Linked DNA regions of Bos taurus: region 2 is linked to region 1. A link is a contact called in public Hi-C data. All regions are on one chromosome and are shown on one strand. The core of a region is the stretch at or near the end of the contact, and the rest is flanking DNA. Distances in the headings are between cores, read along the strand shown. Region 1 overlaps ITGB5 (integrin subunit beta 5). Region 2 holds the start of ITGB5 (integrin subunit beta 5).

Region 1 (2,614 bases), core at 63-2,562:
AAATAAAATGATCGTGCATTTATGTATAGTTCTGATTCCCGAGAATTACCTGCCTGTTGTCTCTGCCTCGCACGTGGGTGTTGGTGACGGGATCGAGATTCCTGTTGGAGGCATGTAGTTTGCAGAGGTCAGCTTTTTTCTGTCCACGTTCATCTAGTACTTTTGTAATGAAAAGGAAAGAGATTGTTTGGGATTGAAAGTAAAGATTAAAACCAAAAGATTTTGTGTCTGACACTCTTCATGACATGCACTTACCTTTCTGAAGTCCCCAGCAGGGACACCACACAAGCCAGTCCAATACTCCAGACCAGGGCTCATCACACAGAGCTCCATGCAGTACTCCGGGCATTTGGCGGGGGCAGGGAGGCACTCCAGGGAGGGCTGAGCAGATGTCTTTGGACACTCCCAGCTTTTCCTTAGGTTCTAAACTGTGATGATCACCTCTTTGGCTTCTTTCCCGTGTCCCAGGTGTTAGGCTGCGAATTGTGCAGATGAAGAAGGGTCAAGATGTGGCTTCCACATAAAGTGACTTCTTACACATTATAACAAGTTTCCTGTCGGCTGTCCTTCCTGCAGGGCCCTTTAAGGCCTCTCTCTTTCCATATCTGAGTCAAATTATCTGATCCTATCCCCTGTTTATAGACAAGGAAACTGATCGCTGGAGAAGGGATGGGGCTTTCCTAGGTGTCATTAAGTGTAACTAATGACAAGCTGGTACAAAGAGCAGGCCTCACAAGCAAGGTACCTGCTCCTTTTTGTAACATCTCTTTCACTAATCACTTAGCTGCTGCTGGCATCACTTCAAGGCTATTGGGCTTTCATTCCAGATTCATCTGTTCTCAGCCTTGGACCAAATTCCCTTTACTTCATTTCAGCAAATGCTAAGACAAATGTCTATTAATAAACAGCCGTATTTATGACCTGGGGAAAATATGAACAGATTCGTGTTTCCTTTGTCCTGTGTAATTAGGATGAAACAGAGACCTTGCGGCTTGGTGAAACTGCCTTCAATCCTTTTTGGAATAAAGCCAAATGTAGGTAAATATACAAAATAGACACAGGATGGTCTTGTGACTTTTCCAAACTGAGAAAAATATGATTTCAGAAGAAACGTTGGATTTCTCTTTTGATTGTGGGTTTCCTGATGACATGGTTAACTTGTTCAAAGTCTAATTTTCTACCAGGTGGCTCTGTAAGGGCACAGCATTCTTGAGCCAGGGACAGAAAGAATGAATTGCTCCAGGCTTCCACCTGATGTGGAAGTTCGGGCTATTTCCTCGGTGACGCTGATGGCTGTTGCTCACAGTGCCCTGCTGCCCCCTGCTGGAGGCTCTGGGGACAGCTGTTCAGAGACCTGACGAGATTCTGACCCAGTGTGTGATCCCCTTCCTTTCTTTTGGTGATTTGGCCAGGTCCTCACTGCCTCCTGTTAACACAGATAATGGAGCAGGAGCTGAGGGTGCTCTGGACCTTTGCTCTGCCAAGCTCTCTCAAACCGAGGGCCCATTGTTGCTGGGCTGTGGAAGCACTCAGGTGAGAGTGAGCTGCAAAAGGACCTGCTGCTGTGTGGCCACTGGAGCACCTGCAAGGAGCACATGCCTGGTGGCCTCTGGAAAACTTTACTGTTATCTGTTTGGACAGGTAATTAGTAACGTGTTTGTTGGAAAGGAAGAGTGGAGGTGCTATTTACCTTTGTAATCAATCTTTGTTGACTTAATAGAGATTTCCAAATGGTACTTTATTCATTTTTAACAAGTTTTCTAATTGCAAAAGTAGCACATGGGAAAAATGAAAAAGAGATCAGAAGGAAAGTAAAAATCTTTTACAATCACAGCACACAGAGGCAACAACTCTTATCCTTTTTGTGGACGACATCTCAGTCTTTTCTCCCGTGCGTGTATGTGTGATTTTAACCAAATCTGAATTACACTGTCACTTTTCAAGAGGACTGGGGATTCTCATTCCACTTGGTTGACTAGTACTTAATCAAATTAAAGTAACTAACAGCTGCCTCTTCTGAGGTGGTATTTTTTTAAACTTGCTTAATCAGGTTCAAAGCTGGCGGTGATTATTGTGAAACTCGTGGGATGAATTTCAGGTAACAGCAAACAGATGGGGAGATCAGAGGGGCGGAGAGACGGCCCTTTTTTCTGTTCATGTGACATCTTAATTGAATAGCTTCTCCCTCTCTGGAGGGCTCTCGTTGTGTGGGGCTCCTGTTGCTTCTGAGAAGGGCAGCCTGGCGAACTCAGCTTGCACGGGCCTTTGTGACTGGCTGGGATGGGGCAGTGGAGTGGAGGACACTCAGGAGGAGGTAAGAGCCTCTGCAGCATCCTTGTGGACGTGTGGGGCCTGTGTGAGGCTTGGTGAGGTCTCTCCTGAGCTGACTTCTGTTTGCACCCAGCTCAGGGGCTCCAGGCTTCCCAGGAAGGACGTGGTTCCATTCTGATCCTCAGAGAAGGATGTAAGTGAAGGCAGGACAATGAGGGAGACAGTTGAGCTCAGTTGAGCTCCCACTGAGCTTGTGGCTTTAGGGATGGTCACTGCCCAGCCGGCCCCAGCTGACAGCGCCGCCTCCAGGACAGGCTGGTGATGTGTCACAGTGAGACAGATG
Region 2 (2,614 bases), core at 46-2,545, 120 kb before region 1:
GGACAAGGCATCCAGCTCTGTCGCTTTTGGCACGTTAATCCCTTTGCCTCAGTTTTCTCACCTGGTTAACAGTAGGGTTGTGGGAGAGGATTTCAAGAGTTAACAGGGTATTTACATTTCAGTGTCTGGCTAGCCATGGGCTCTTTCTGCTCTACGTGTTAGGCTGCTCTACTGTTATCTCCTTCTACGTGAAGACCACCTCTTCTTCTCTGGCCTACAAACCATTCCGGTCTTAACCCCCTCAACGTGGCGCAGCCCAAGCCCACCTGGTCCTTTACACATGCTGTTAGAAGCTCCCCACCCCATCCCTTACAGTCAATTTTAGAACCAGCTCTCAGATATAAAGAATAAGGTGAAAGGTTGAGCATCTGTTTTTAATTTGTTTCGCTTTATGGAAACCGCCAGCGTATCGAGATAAGAAAAACGCATAATAGCGACATATCGACCAATCTCAAATCCGCGTAAGGGGCAAAACTTTAAAGAGAGGACAGTGTGTTTCAGGTGTGCTTCCACGCCCCACGTTCCCCATGGAGCGACTCTCCTCGCGTTAACACGCACGGTGCCTTCGTCTCTCGGGCGAGCGCTGCTTTGGGAAGGTAGACCAGACTGCCGCTGCACGATTCCCCCCGCCCCCTTAAATTCAGCAATCCCAAGTAATCTCTGCTCTCGGATGGAGCGTGCCCTGCCGCCTTCCCGCAGGTCCACGCTGCTAGGAAAGCCCGGCAGACCCCACCCCGGGATTTAGACCCCCATTCCGGCCTCCAGGTGCGCCGGAAGCGACTTCCACCTGGATGCCCCCGGCCTCCCGTTTCGGGCCGGTCCCCGCGAGGGGCGGAGCTCGGCCCGCCCCGCCTTGCCGTCAGCGGACCGTGTGGCAGCCGGGCGGGGGCCGGGAAGGGGAGAGAAGGGGAGGAGTGAGGAGAGGAGGAAAGTGGAGCCCGGCGGGCCGGAGCGAGGAAAGGAAGGGAAGGGGTGGAGGCGACTGGCAAGAGTTTGCCGGCGCGCGGGGGAGCCTCCGCCCGGGACGCGTCCCGGAGCCAGAGTCGCGGCCGCAGCGCGGAGCCTGCTGTCCCGCCTCTGACCAGACCGCCCGCCGGGGCCGTCCCGAGCGGCGACACCCCGGGCGTCCCGGCCGGCGAGCCGGCGCAGCGGCGGCCCCGGGACTCGGCGGCGAGCGCTGCGGGAGGGATGGTGGCGGCGGGGCGCGGGCCAGAGCAGCCGCCCCCGCCTCCCGTCCGGCCGAGGCCCCCGGCCCTCCGCCCCCGCTCCCCGGCCGCACGCCCCCGCGGAGTCCGCCGCCCGCGCAGCCGCTGAGCCGGGCGCCCCACCATGCCGCGGGCCCCCGCGCTCCTGTTCTCCTGCCTCCTCGGGCTTTGCGCGCTCGTGCCCCGGCTCCCAGGTAAGCTACGCCGTCCGCTGTGCAGAAAGAAACTTCGTGGCCCCCCGAGCCGCCCGCCGGCGTCTTGGAGGGGCAGGGGCCAGGGCAGTTGTTTGAAGGTGGGAGGCGTCCTCGGGGACACCCCCAGGTGGCGAGCCGCCCGGAACGACCGGGTAGGGGGCTTTCAGACTGCGTGCGCCACCCCGTGCGCGGCCCGCCGCAGCCCCGCTGGGCTGTCGTCGGCCCCTGGTCCCCTCCCGGGCGAGGAGGAGCCTTCCTGTGTAAACAGCCCTGCCCGTCTGCTGACCTAGCCCGCGAGCGCCCGCTCCCAGTGCGCGGGGAGGGCCGCCGCCAGCCCCGCGTCGGGATCCGGGCTCTGCAACTCCCGGCACAAAGCGGCCCTTGTGGCCGGCCCGGGGCGGCCGGGCTGCTGGGAGGCGCCGGGTGATGCAGCCGGTGCCCCGATCGCGGGGAGCGCGGGGTAACTGGAGGCGCGTGACCCGGAGCCAAAGCGTGGGGTTCACGGCTACTTTCGAGGGCTAGACTCTTGCAAGCGTGGATGCCCAGGGTCTCCTGGCGAATCCTATAGTTTCACCCCACCTAGGCCAGCCGCCTTTCTTTAAAGATGTAAACACCCCTTCCTCCCCCAAGCTCCCGCATACCCGAGGGGAGACCCGCGTCCGAAACCACAGCCCCACCTGGGGACCAAACCCCACCTAGGATCTCGCGATCTACTTCCTTCTGCCTGGCTTTATGTCGGAGTTTACAAACACCCCGTGCAGCGTACTCCCCCTGATTCTGAAGGATTCTGGAGCAGGGGATGTGCAGTTGCACTCGCGCGATCCTGCTCTGGGCTGGCGTCTGTGTGAGGACCCTCAGTTACCTGCTTTAAGTTTTCAGAGTTGGGAGACTGCTGAGGAAGGATGCTGTGTTGCCGCTGGGGTTGCCAGGCAGAAGGAGCTACCCCCACCCCGTCCCCTCTAAAAGCAGGAAGCTCCAGACTTTCTCTTTTCCGGTAGGAGATAATTGTGTTGAGGTTCTCCGCTCACTTTCAAGCCTAAAATTCTTGATTGCTGTTCCGAACCTTGTGTCTGGCCAAGAGGGAGGGGAGGACGGTCCCCTGCAGAGTTTCATATACATGAAGGCAGTGAAGGTTGCTGTCTGAGAGAGAGGAGAGGTCTAGACAGACAAAAACTTTTTTAGGCGATATTTCAGACTTATTAGTGTAACAGGTTT

What was found. Hi-C and Micro-C count contacts between places; a contact is called where the count stands out from the background.
Region 2: a Hi-C map of liver shows a contact between it and region 1, with 2.7 times the contacts expected there. The contact joins the promoter of ITGB5 here to the enhancer-like site in region 1. A contact is called at or near these places in 4 of 11 Hi-C or Micro-C datasets (blastocyst, liver, skeletal muscle and 1 more).

What each region holds. Positions count from the first base shown.
Region 1 is chr1:69,194,304-69,196,917 of ARS-UCD2.0, reverse strand. ITGB5 (integrin subunit beta 5) reads left to right here. Exons shown (of 15, transcript NM_174679.2): 15 at 1-28. Among named protein-coding and RNA genes, the nearest start is that of UMPS, 68 kb to the right of the region's middle. Within about 2 kb of position 1,312, at least 5 of the 102 cell types and tissues checked have an H3K27ac peak or open chromatin away from gene starts, as enhancers often do. A contact at or near this core is called in liver, where this site is marked.
Region 2 is chr1:69,310,798-69,313,411 of ARS-UCD2.0, reverse strand. ITGB5 (integrin subunit beta 5) reads left to right here and starts at 1,295. Exons shown (of 15, transcript NM_174679.2): 1 at 1,295-1,399. The coding sequence starts at 1,330.